2 separate regions of the Mus musculus genome follow, and region 2 is linked to region 1. A link is a contact called in public Hi-C data. All regions are on one chromosome and are shown on one strand. The core of a region is the stretch at or near the end of the contact, and the rest is flanking DNA. Distances in the headings are between cores, read along the strand shown. Region 1 holds the start of Parp2 (poly (ADP-ribose) polymerase family, member 2). Region 2 overlaps Tep1 (telomerase associated protein 1).

Region 1 (6,590 bases), core at 2,494-4,993:
GGACAGCAAAACCCAGTCTCAAAAAAATAAAAATAACCAACTAAGTAGGACTGCAGAGATGGACCTTGCAGAGATCTGAGCTCAATTCCCAGCACCCATGTTGGGCAGCTCACTGCTATTGTTAACTCCAGGGGATCAAAAAGTCAAAAAGCCTCTTCTGGTTCAGAAGGCACCTGCATACTTTATGCCTCCACACTTAACAGACTTAATTACAAATAAATCTTTAAAGAATATCTAGCCCAGGGGTGGCAATCCATGCCTCTAATCCCAGCACGCAGGAGGCTGAGGCGGGCAGATCTGAGTTTGACACCAACCTGGTCTACTAAGAGTTCCAGGACAGCTAGAACCATACTTTTTTGTCAAAAAAAGAACAAAAAGCCACCAACACCAAAAACCGGTTACGCTTAGACTAGTATCAAGGAGAAAAACAGGAGTCTTGTGAGTTCCACACACCGAGGTCATTAGAAAACTTTTCATGAGTCAAAAATACCCGCAATGGAGATTATAAACTCACAGCTTGCTTTTGCAAAGTAGCTAGTATTTACTGTATACCAACTAGGGTGTATTTTGTTCACTCTTCACAAAGGAAGCTCAGAATGGCTCACACTATCCTCCGAGCAGAGCAGAGTATCTCCAGATACTCCAGACGCAGGCGCTACAATTTGAACATTGGCTTGCGCAAAGCTAAAAAACCCTGGTCCTTCTCAGAGCGTCTTATAAGTATTTTAGGACACAGGCGCCACCGTTAGCCCTCCTAGGGCTTGTTAAACCACCTATCCTCAGCGTTATCTATCTAGTTTCACACATGGTCTGAGCAAATACGACACTGTTCACTAAAGGTTCGCAAATGTGTCAAGGTCGTGGCCCCACAACATTCAACAGAGACATACACGTGGGCCTCGGCAGTCCTTGTTTGCCAGCTTTCCCCAGACCAGGTGACCCAGAAACAATACATTCTGCCTCGGGCACAGTGTTCCTGAATCTGGGGAAATCCGTCTGTATTCTTTTTTTTTTTTTGGGAAAGGCACCGTTACTACCCCGGCGCTAACCTGGGCGGTCTCGGAGGGTGAGTGCAGCCTCTGTCTTTGGTTCTCTGAGTTCAAGGCCTGATTTACAGAGTGAGCCCCAGGTCTGTGAAGAAGTGAAGAAGGAGGTGGAGGAGGAGATGGAAGAGGAGGAAAAGGAAGAAGAAGAGGAAGGGCAGGAGAAAGAGGAAAGAAAGAAAAGGAAGATGGTAGGGCGTGGTGGCGCACGCCTTTAATCCCAGCACTTGGGAGGCAGAGGCAGAGGCAGGCGGATTTCTGACTTCAAGGCCAGACTGGTCTTCAAAGTGAGTTCCCGGACAGCCAAGGCTACACAGAGAAACTAAAGAGGACGAAGAAATTCTGAATATCACAGATATACCGATGGAGCTGGGGGGAAAAGTCATCCTAAGTGAGGTAACCCTGACCCAAAAAGGCAAATACATATGTGAATGTTAGCTTCTAATCCTTCCATAGGCATGCTGCAATCCATTATAACCACAACGGTTAGGTATAGAGTCAGGGATGAGGAAGGGGAGGGAGGACAGGATCTCCCAAGGGAAGGGAAATAGAATATATAGCTATGGAGAAACAAGGGGAGAATGGAGCTGGAGGATTAAATGGGGAGGGGGATGGAGAAGAAAGGTAATGGGAATAGAGACTCAGAAAGTGACAAATAAGCATGCGTCATCCATAAGGGAGCCTGCTACTGTAGAAGCTTCTTAAAACATGTACATGTATGAAAAGAAAGCCTCAGCTAGACACCAGTCACCACCAAGAGAAACCACCAGGGATGGGTGACATCTAAGTGAGTTGTTTGCCAAAAGGGATCCATGGAAACCCCCAAAGAACCCAGTATCCTTTGCTCTCTGCAAACTGATGGCAAGGCCCTGTTGTTAAACATTGATACTGTCATACCTCATTGAATATGGACCAGTTGAGCTAGTGCCTGTCTAGAGCCTTCATCCCTACTGACTAATTTTCATAGTACTGGAAGGTACCCTGTACACCTACTGATATGGGATGTGTGTGTGTGGTATGTGAGTGTGTGCGTGTGCCCGTGCCCCCCACACCGTTAGAGTGAGCATATATGTATGTCTCTTGTGCTTTTTCTTTCTTTCTTTTTATTCTTTCGGTTTTTTTCAAGAGAGTTTTTCTATATAGCCTGGGCTGTCCTGGAATTTACCCTCTAGACCAGGTTAGCCTTGAACTCAGAGATCTGCTTCCCTGTGCCTCCCAAGTATTGGGATTAAAAGTGTGTGCCACCACACCCAGGTTTTGTTTTGTTTTTTTTTTTTTTTGTTTTTTTTTTTTTTGTACAGGGTTTCTCTGTATAGCCCTGGCTGACCTGGAACTCACTTTGTAGACCAGGCTGGTCTCGAACTCAGAAATCCACCTGTCTCTGCCTCCCAAGTGCTGGGATTAAAGGTGTGCGCCACCACTGCCTGGCTCACCCAGCTTTTTTTTTTTTTTTTTTTTTTAATGAGTTTGTATGTGTTTGTGTACGTATCACTTGTGCTTTTTATTTATTTATTTATTTATTTTTTAATTTAATTGCCTGTTTTCTAAAGAAAGCTCAAGAGGACATGGAGTTAGTTGGATGGAGACCTGGAGGAGATGAGGGACGGGAAATGGTAATCAAAGTTTTATTTTTCAGTTTTGGTCATTAATCGATCTGAGGCATCCACACACTAGTCAAGTCACAGCTTCGCGCCTTTGTAAGGAAAGCTGGGCTTGGTATGAGCCCTATTCCACTCCTATCTCAATTGCTTCTCCTTTCTCAGTGTTCTTCGCTGTAGCTCAACTCTGCTCATTTACTTCATGAGGAATTCCCAGCCTGTTTCTCTATTATGATACTATGTGCTTTTCCTAAGTACTTATTACAGTTACAGGTTCATTTTTTTGGTTTTGTAATAAGTCTACATATATATTCTCCCAATAACAAGTTACATGAAGGTATGAACTACGTTTATTTTTGCTAGACAAATAGCTAAAGTATAGCCCCAAAAATCCAACAGTGGGAGGGGGTTCATATCATGTTTCACTAAATGTTGTCAAACTCCCTTCTATATTTTTATGGTTTAATCCATATTTGAACAACTCTCAAGCTTGGTCTTTTTATAGTAGAGGGTTGTGGTCAATACAGTCACAACTGTTCAAAATGAATGAATGACTGACTGAATGCTGAGACACAGAGTAAATATATAAAACCCTTTCGAGTCAATACTCCAAAAGGATCTCGATCAAAAAAGAGGGCGGGGGAGAGTAGTCTGAATTGGGTTATGAGGCCCGGGAGGTGCCTCACCTCAGCCATTGAACTCGCACTGCTGGCCGTGAGTCTGTTCCAAGCTCCGGCGAGGGAGGCATCCGCTCCGGCGAGGGAGGCATCCGCCCCGACTCGGGGCTTCTCCTGCCCAGTCTGCCCAAGCGTAGAGCCCTGCTCTCTGGGAACTCACCTCCCCGCTCGGGGAGAGCCCGGTTAGGGCCGCGGGAGGCCCAAGTCTCAGACCTTCCCAGGGGCCGAAGAGTGACACGCACTCAGCACGTGGCCCCGCTGATGAGCTTCCTCCGCCCACTTTCAGGATGTAGACCGGCCGCCACTATAAGGCTCGAAAGAGGAATAAATTTTTCGTTTAGGGTGATTTCCCACAAAGCACAGCGCGTAATTTGCATGCGCTCTACCCCAGGCTCCTGTGCTAGACAAGAAGCCCGCGCATCCGGGCAAGGGATGATGACGTCGTCCTTCAAGAGCGATGGCGCCGCGGCGGCAGAGATCAGGCTCTGGAAGGCGAGGTGGGAACTCAGTCCGCAGGCTGAATGCTCGGCCCAGTGTCACAGGGAGCCTCTCGCTTTTTCATATTACACTTCAGTCCAAAGAGGCGGGTCACGGATAAGCGCTTACAGTAAAGTGATTAGCTGTAGTCAACCTTTTAAGATACATCCGATTTCAGAAAGTAAAATTCGAATCTTAGAATTGGTGTCTGTAGACCGTATACTGTGTCTGTGGTCTCGGTTTTATATTTCGGGCAACTAAAGTTCAATGAATTTACAGGTTCTAAAGCTCCAAATAGCAACGCTGGCAGCAAGTTGGTCAGTCCAGACCGTTGAACACTTTACTGATGACCATGATGAAGTGGTCTAGTTTGAAGGAAGGTATTAGAGACCAAAGGCTATGAGACCCATGTAATGAACTGTAAAGATCTATGTAAACTTATTTTATCCTATTATTAATATCCCATCAGGATAGCAATTTAGGCAGTATTGCTCAGTGAGTGGTGTGCAAGTTATTAAGAGCATGTTGAATTATTTCTTTAGAAATTATTTAATCTTTATGTATTTTATCTGCATATATATATATATATGCACCATGTATGTGCCTGGAAGTGTTGGACCCCCCGTACTAGAGTTACTGACAGTTGTGGTCTGCCATATGAGAGATGGAACTTAAACCCAGAGCCTCGGGAAGAATCAGGCAGCTCCTTCATCACTGACCCACCTCTCCAGCTACTTTAAGTTCTTTCTTTAAAGGATATTATGAGAGCCTGGTGGGCATGTTGGCTCACACCTTTAATGCTCGCACTTGGGAGGCAGAGGCAGGAGGATCTCTGTGAGGTCCAGGACAGCCAGGGCTATATAGAGACCCTGTCATTTAAAAAGGGGGGTGGGGGGAGGAGGGTTGTCAAGAAGCTGGAGAGTTAGCTCAATGTTAAAAACCACTTGTTAGCCAGGCGTGGTGGCACACGCCTTTAATCCCAGCACTCGGGAGGCAGAGGCAGGCGGACTTCTGAGTTTGAGGCCAGCCTGGTCTACAAAGTGAGCTCCAGGACAGCCAGGGCTATACAGAGAAACCCTGTCTCGAAAAACCAAAAAAAAAAAAAAAAGAAAACAAAACCAAAAAAAAAAAAAAACACTTGTTGCCCTTATAGAGGGTCTGAGTTTGATTCCAAAATCCCACATGGCAAGTCATAACCACCCTCCCAGACCTCCAGGTACACCAGACATCCAGACATGCACGTGGCACACATACATATACAGACAGAACACCCATACACGTAAAAGGAAACAATAACCTTTGGGGGTTTGTTTCTTTGTTTGTTTTGGGTTTTATGTTTGTTAACAGTCAAGGGCAGAGACAACTCTACTGTCTCTGACAGCAACCTTAGTTTTTCAGAGACCTCCACTCAGGCAAACCTAGTATTCTTGCCTTTAAAGTAGAAATGACTTTCAAGAGTATGCAAAATGAACCAAAGTTGGAAGTTTATTACAGGAGATGCCAATATATGTTTTAAGCACAAGGGTTAAAAGAAACGGAATGACTGGGAAGAGAGACGCCACAGAACATGAGTGTGGGCTTCTCAAAGAAGAATCACCCTTCACTGTCTTTAGAATAGACATGTATGTAAGATTTGTGATTTTTGGCTCTTCAAGGAGTTGTTAAAGAATTTAAATGAGATCACAGTTCCTGAGGAGATCTGACAGAATTCCAGAGTCCAAGTCTGGATGATAAGGGATGCAGGGAGTTAGGTTATCAGCATTGTCAACAATGCTCGTGGTCTGTTTAAGACTCCCATAAAATGGGAAAGAAATGAACCAGGCCCATTGTCATATTCATTTAGGCCGACAGCCCAATTCAGTGTCATTTTAACATGAAAATATCTGAAGATCTGCATCAGCAGCCTTCATAGAATGTTAATTGGGCTGAATTTCTTGCTTCTCAACTTCAGAGAGGCTTCATCCTGACTCGGGGATAGGAGGGGCTGCTTTTCCTTTTCATAGCCATCTAATTTTCCTGTGTTTTTATTTTGCTTCAGTGTTGTTTCAGTAAAGTTAGATCATCTTCATAGTGCAGTAATTCTTGGTATATTGTTCTTGCCATAAGTGCTAAATGAAGCCAAGAAAGTTGATAATGGCAACAAAGCAACAGAAGACGACTCTCCTCCTGGCAAGAAGATGCGCACGTGCCAGAGAAAAGGGCCTATGGCTGGAGGGAAGGACGCAGACAGGACAAAAGACAATCGAGGTAATGGGCCAGGGAGGACATGGGACAACTCTTGGGTTTCCAGAAGAATGGGGATAACATTTGTTCCTTCCCTCTTCAGGATCTAATTAATTTCTCTATCACCTGGGCATTCTGCAGTACCAGTCTACTTTGTTGAATATTTTCATAGATTTGAGATGGATTAGAACCCAGGCAGAAGACCTGGACTGCTCGGGAAGGGCAAAGTTAATTATGACAGCTTTGTAGCCAAGACGGCCCTTTTGATTCCCACATCAGTAACGGCAGTGCGTGTTTGTGTTCCCTCAGACTCTGTGAAGACCTTGCTGTTAAAGGGCAAAGCCCCTGTGGACCCAGAGTGTGCAGCCAAGCTGGGAAAGGTAAAAGCACCTGCAATGGAAGGCAGAGTTTTCTTGTCTTATGATGATCCCTGTCTAGAATGTCGGTGGTGCTCAGTTTAAAAATACTTCCGAAAATATTGCTAGTGATGACTTCTCTCCAGAGTTGAGAAGTAGGGGTGATGAGGTTTCAGCTTAGCAGAATATTGAGCCTGGAGAAATGATCCAGTGGTT
Region 2 (6,590 bases), core at 1,208-3,707, 41 kb after region 1:
CTGGGGGGAATGTAGCCATAGCGGGAGCCCAGAATCCCCACGAACAGCTGTGAGTTCTCCACCTCCCCAAGGCACACTTCCAGTTGTCTGTAGGCATGATTACAGGAACAGGAAGGAGTCACTGGGGGCAGTTTCAAGCAATAGTAATACAGAGGCGGCAGGGTCCTGAATCGAACTGGGCAAAGTGGTGATAAAGTTTCTGTTGGTATCTAAAAGGCCCGCCCTCACCCTCATTTATTCTTGTAGTCTTGATCATGGTCCCTCGAGTTCCACCACTCAATCGTCTCACCCCTGACCTAGCCCCTCTTCCCTGTGGCCCTGCACCTGTTCCTGCGGGTCTCTTCCTCTGTGATACCCCAGCGCAGGTCAATGGCGTGAAGACTGATGCGGTGGGGGAACACTCTGGCCTGCAGTGCGGGCAGAACAGATCTCATCAGCAAATCTCGCTCCCCATGCATGTCACGGAAAGTGGATGAAATGAAAAGCCGGATATTGCGCCATCTGGGGGCAAGTGGAGGGTCGGGCTCAGTCCCCATCTCAAGTCCAGAGTTATAGGTGCAATGACCCTTAAGCACTTGACATAAACCCTATAGCCAGAAGGGTGTCTTACCAGCCTCCAGATAATATCCTAGCTGTGGGACTAATTACAGAAACCTGAGATTTGAGCCCCACTTCTTATGTGCCTCTTTCTTTAAAAAAAAAAATCATATTAAAAAGTTACTATTCGATCAATGCAATGCTTTGAGGCAAACCTTAACCTTATTCTTAACTATATCTTATATCTTTAAGAAATTAAAACAATCAAGCAAGCCCATGTGAAAAGCCAGAGCCTGTGCCCTAAACCTTTTGCCTAAGCCTTGGCTATATCGATGTGGAGTCTTCTCTCCTCCCTACATACAGACATTTTTTTTTTCTCTCTAGTAAAGCAAGGAATAGGTTCACAGTCTGACAGTTCCCAGGAAGCCCCTGCCTGGGGAGGAGAACAAAGACCTTAGTAAACAGACCAAATGCAAATGCCCCTAGCAGACAGAATGGCAGGCACAGGATTTCTCCAGGTTCTGATGGCAACCCTCCCAGATCACCAAGTCCCACAACCTAGACTGACCCATGCTGGGAAATAGGACCCAAGGGACCAGGGATGTTCTCCTCCAGCGGCCGGAGAGACGGTGCCTGTGTCTTTCCTGGGGGTGGGGGGATCTTGAATAGTTTATCTAGTTGTCCCACATGTTCCAGGAGACGAGAGGCTCCATGTTCGGCAATGAATCTAAGAAAAGCATGATGAAAACAGAATATTGGAGATCAGAACCAGGAAGGCATCCCAAGAGAAACAGGCAGCAAAGACACGCCTGCTCAGTTCAGCGGCTCCCCTCAGGAAGACAGCCATAGAGCAGACCTGGTATGTCATGGTCACAGTTCTCAACCTGAGCTAGGGGCAATCACAAGTACAGGTGAGCCCGGATCATATAATGAGACCCATCTCAAAAAGACTAGCCAGACAAAAAGGATAACCATAAGCCAGGAAAGTGTACTGGAAAATAAGACTACAAAACACTGGGGATGAAGGATGTCACCAGCCCAGCCCCTCCCACTCTCTGTGCATGGTGACCTTAAGATCCCTGTTAGAAAACTGGTCTGAGCTAAAGTTACAGTTTAAGACCTTCCCTGTTCTGTGCGATCAGCTCTGTATAAACTACAATAGCTCCCTATTGCTTGAGGCTTCCCAATATGAGTTGAAGAGTGTAGGTGACATCCAAAGAAAACTTGACGAGAGGAAACAAACATGAAGGTTCAAACGCATCTGCAGCTCTTCCCAAGGAAGGTTTCCATCACCCACATGCTCACATGGATGCTCACATCTGTTTGTGACTCCAGTTCTAGGGAACCTGACGCCCTCTTCTGGCCTTGCCCATCATATATATATAATTTGCACCAGCAAAACATTCATACACATAAAAGTAATATAATTTTTTCATATCGCTCCTCTCTCTCGCTCTCTCTCTCTCTCCCTCTCCCTCTCCCTCTCCCTCTCTCTCTCTTTCTCTCTCTCTCTCTCTCTCTCTCTCTCTCTCTCTCTCTCTCTCTCTCTCTCTCTCTCTCCCTCTTTCCCCCCCTCTCTCTCCAGGGTCTCACTATGTAGACTTGGCTAGCCTGGAACTTACTATGTAGACCAGGCTGATCTCTGCCTGCTACTGCTGCTCAAGGGAATAAAGGCATGCAACACCACACTCGACTTTTGTTTTTTTAAAATTGTTTTAAAAAGTTTCAATTATGTGTTTGTGTATATGTCTCTGTGTGGCAACCTAAACAAAGCCTGAACAAGTACATCACCAAGAGACCCAAGTGGGGATCTAAACAGAGAAGCACAGGTAACTAAGGGATGCTAAGAGTAGAAGAAAGGCTTCCCCAGGGATGAGCCCTCTAACTTTGTTACGTAATACCAGTTGTCAGCCCTGACATCATTCACATACAAGGAACACCAACTGAGCTGAGCTAGTTATAGTCTCTCTGTGTGTAACAGGAACAAAGAAAAAGAGACTATATATTTGAGAGCAAGCAAGAGGAGCAAACCACAGGAGGGATTGGAGAGAGGAAAGAGAAGGGGGAAATGATGTAATTAGAACTTAATCTCAAAAGCTAAAAACATATGGAAATTAATAAAGTGGTGAATAACAAAAATTATGCATAATAATTGCAAATAATAACTCAATAAAATAGATCAGAAAGATTTCCTTTTAAAAACTAATTATGTATGCCTGTGTGTACGTCTATGGGTTCGTGTGCACCAAAAAGTGCAGTGTCTGCAGAGGCATCAAATCTCTGGAGTTGCAGGAGGTTGTTGAATCCCTTTGGAGCTGGATACAATTACAGGTAGTTGGGAGCCACCTGGCATGGTTACTGGGTACTGGGTACTGAGTACTGGGTACCAGATCAAGATCCAGGACCTCTGCAAGAGCAGTATGTACTCTTAACTGATGATCCAAGGTTCCAACCTGCTTTTCCTCTTTCTCATTGGATATAGCATAAACTTGGATGTGTATAACACAGAGCTGAGGTACCACCTTTAGCCAGGAGGTAGAGGTTGTTGAGAGTGATCAAGCATTAAGACAGTGAAGGTTGAGCTGGACAGATGGCTCAGTGGTTAAGAGCACTGACTGCTCTTCCAGAGGTCCTGAGTTCAATTCCTTGCAACCACATGGTGGCTCACAACCATCTGTAATGGGATCTGATGTCCTCTTCTGGTGTGTCTGAAGAGAGTGACAGTGGACTCATACACATGGACTAAACAAATACATTTAAATTAAAAAAGAAAAAAAAAGAAAACAAAAGTGCTCTATTTAAAAAAAAAAAAAGGCAGTGAAGGTTGGAACCCTTATCACACTGTATTGCTGATAAGCTTAGACATCTGTGAAAGAAAATAAGCCATCTTATTTTGAAAAATAAATAAATGAGCTAACAGGCATAGAGAATCCCTTAAGTGCATTCTAAGGCAACCTCTTTCCCCTCCGATGCCCAATGTGGACTCACTTCAGGATCCCGTCAGTGCAGCCTGAGAGCGTCACATCGTTGGGATTCAAATTTGGTGATCTGCCAAAGAAAGAAGCAGTCACTAAGCACCGAAATCGATGCCTGGAGTCAGGGGTAGTGGCTTACATCTGCAATCCCAGCACCTGCCCTGGAAGACAGGAGGATATCAAGTTCAAACCCAGCCAAGGCTATATACCTAGACTCTACTCCGCAGTACCTTAAGATATACACCTCACCCCTATATAACAGTTTTGTGACCGATAGCTGTATTACCCTGAGTGCAACCAATCTTGTCGTAATAGAATTATGTGGCCAGAGTACAGCTCAGTGAGAGGATGCTTGCCTAGAAGGACAGAAGGTCTGGGTCCAGTATCTAATAGCATACAGGGGCAAAAAGACTTCAAAGAAAGTCCTAGAAAATTAAATTCAATAGAACTAATAAAGCAAGAAGGCAAGATACAAAACATCAAACAAGTGAGACTTTGACAGGAGCAGACGGGAAAATATGGACAACTGTCTTCAGACGCCGTACAAGAACAACCAGCAACCTTACATGTACTGTGTTTTCTGTAGGAGGACACCAACAAAGAGGCACTTGGAATTCACATGCTGCCAGATAATCTGTTTGGCTACTTTCAGGAGCTCGGTATCCATCCTTTGACCAAACAGGATGACCCTGTCAATCTGTAAGATGAAAAGAGGAGGCTGAGATCCGGGATCCAGGCTAAAATAGACATGGATGAGCTCAGAGCGTCAGGATGCTTAAGGACTGATGGGTTAGAATGCTGAGGGGAAAGGAAAGTGCAGCTCCTGAGAATGCTTAGAAGGGATGCCACTACACCCCAACCTAGGGTGGCATCAAAGAATCAGGGACAGCAGGGATGGGAAGAAAAGAAAAAGAAGTGAGGGATTGTGTTGTGGAGCTCATTCATGCTCATGAGAGATGAAGGTTCACTGTGAAACTGTTTTTTGGGTTTTTTTTTTGGTTTTTTAAATTTTTTCGTTTTTTGTTCTTGTTGGGGTTTGTTTTTGTTTGTTTTGCTTGTTTTTGAGGATCTCTGTGTAGTCCTGTCTTGGAGCTTATTAGGTATACCATAGTATACATAGTATACTGGCCTTGAACTCACAGAGATCCTCCCACCTCCTCCTTCTTCTAGGATTAAAGGAGTGTGCCACCATGCCTGGCTGTGGGTCAGTCCTTAAGTGTGGCTGTTTTATATTTAGTGGTGTGGGCTTTGAGCATGTTAAGCTAAGCATGTTCTCTACATGGCCATTTTAAACATTCAGTTCAATAAATAAAGAGCTTATGGATATAGTTCAAAGTGAAGCACTTACCCTGACTTCAATTCTAAACACTAGAGTATTTCTATTATGTTTAGGACAATGGTAATAATTCTCGAAATGCATTACCTTCTAATTATGTTACTACATCTCACTATCATCTAACCCTGAACATATTTACATCCCATTACTGTGGAAATACAATCAATGGACAGGCTTCTGTGTATTTCTGCACAGCTCTGTATTCAAGGGCATAAGCTTGAAGACTGCCACGGTGGAACAATTTATACCATGGGAACTAGCAAACATTACATAACACTCCTATTTTCCATCTATCACTAAAGATTTAGGAGCACAGCCCTTTCCGAGGGAATACACTGAGCAGTGAGCTGACGAGAACACTGCAAAGTTTGACAGATCATTTAGAAAGGTCAAGAAATCAGAGGCAATTAGGCACATATCCCACATCTATGAGCCAAGCACTTGGGAGATGGAGGCAGGAGAAGCAGGTATGGAAGGCCAGCCTCAGCTACAGTTGACAACAAAAAAGAGCAGGCTGTGGAGGAAATGCTAGGAGGGAGTTTCATAGGAATCTAGTAGGACTCACGGGGGTCCTTTGGACAGCCAGAGACAGCAGATACTTCCCAAAAGTGTCCAGGGGCCACTCATCATTGCCTTCTAACTCCTGAAGGAAAGAAACTTGGGTTAGGAGGTTGGGCTGAGGTGTCAATGTCCCACCCTGGATGCTGTTTGAATGTATCCTCCACTGGCTTCTGGGTTGAAATTTGAACCCAATGTGCGGTAAAAAGAGGGGGCTCAGCTGGACCCTGTATTGATAGGTTATGCCCAGCAAGATATCCTTCGGGTATTATGTAGCACTCTTGGGAGACTCTGAGGTATCTATCTGTTCCTGCAAACATAAGTTGTAAAAACCTGAACCTGAACCTGAAGCATCAGTCACTTTCTCTCTTGGTTCAGGACATAACAGTTGTCTTCCGTGTGTGTTTCCACACCACATCTCCTGCCCTGAGATCCTTACCATCGTCATCCAATGCCAGTGCCATACCCTCTAGCCTCAAGAACTGTGAGCAAGATAAACATCTGTCATTTATGAAGTTAGCTAACCTCCAGTATTTCATTAGGGCAAGGAAAGACTAATATAATCAATTAAAAAAACAAAAACAAAAAACAAGTACTGATTTGTTTGAGAAATCTTCAAAGTTAATACATCTATGCTTCTTTTTCTTTTCTTTTCTCTTTTTCTTTCTAGACAGTGTCTCCCTATGTAGTCTTGACTAGAATCCACTATGTAAGTAAAGCTGACGGTGAACTCAAAGAGATCTGCCTGCCTCTGCTACTCAAGTGCTGAGATTAAAGGTGTATACTAGTTACCATGCCCAGGTTATATGCTAGAGAAAGAGTGAGAGAGAGGCAGAAAGAGAGAGAGAGACAGAGAGACAGAGAGACAGAGAGAGACAGAGCGAGAACGAGAACACTTTGTATCCCAGGTTAGCCTCAAACTTGCATTTTTCCTGCTTCTGTGTACTGGGATTGAGGGTGTGTTCTATTAAACCTGGCTACTCATGCCTTTATCAATTATTTGAGATGAGCCCAGCGTTCTGTCACTTATATATTTCTGAACAGCAGGGCTGTGTTTCTGACCTGGACTTGAGCCTGAAGTTTGATGGCAGTCTTCAGGATGCCTTCATCGGCTGTAAGTACCGGTGTCTTCACAAATCCTCCCCCACACAAGCAAACAGTCACTTGCTCGGCTCGAGCCACCA

Evidence for each region. A called contact is a pair of places that touch in the nucleus more often than the background predicts.
Region 2: a contact with region 1 is called in a Hi-C map of bone marrow-derived macrophages, with 78 read pairs. The contact joins the enhancer-like site here to the promoter of Parp2 in region 1. A contact is called at or near these places in 1 of 39 promoter capture datasets (pre-B cells), 18 of 484 Hi-C or Micro-C datasets (the C2C12 cell line, the G1E-ER4 cell line, the HPC-5 cell line and 11 more), 9 of 115 datasets of contacts at active chromatin or transcription factors (the 230-238 cell line, the SCID.adh cell line, bone marrow-derived macrophages and 3 more) and 4 of 9 other capture datasets (adipose tissue, embryonic stem cells, liver and 1 more).

The regions. Positions count from the first base shown.
Region 1 is chr14:50,804,173-50,810,762 of GRCm38.p6, forward strand. It overlaps Parp2 (poly (ADP-ribose) polymerase family, member 2), which reads left to right and starts at 3,744. Exons shown (of 16, transcript NM_009632.3): 1 at 3,744-3,815; 2 at 5,902-6,042; 3 at 6,328-6,398. The coding sequence starts at 3,776. It also overlaps Rpph1.
Region 2 is chr14:50,846,509-50,853,098 of GRCm38.p6, forward strand. Tep1 (telomerase associated protein 1) reads right to left here. Exons shown (of 55, transcript NM_009351.2): 14 at 6,469-6,590; 15 at 5,414-5,491; 16 at 4,079-4,209; 17 at 3,526-3,585; 18 at 1,106-1,264; 19 at 325-501; 20 at 1-87. Among named protein-coding and RNA genes, the nearest start is that of Gm52116, 13 kb to the left of the region's middle. Within about 2 kb of position 2,458, at least 3 of the 459 cell types and tissues checked have an H3K27ac peak or open chromatin away from gene starts, as enhancers often do. A contact at or near this core is called in bone marrow-derived macrophages, where this site is marked.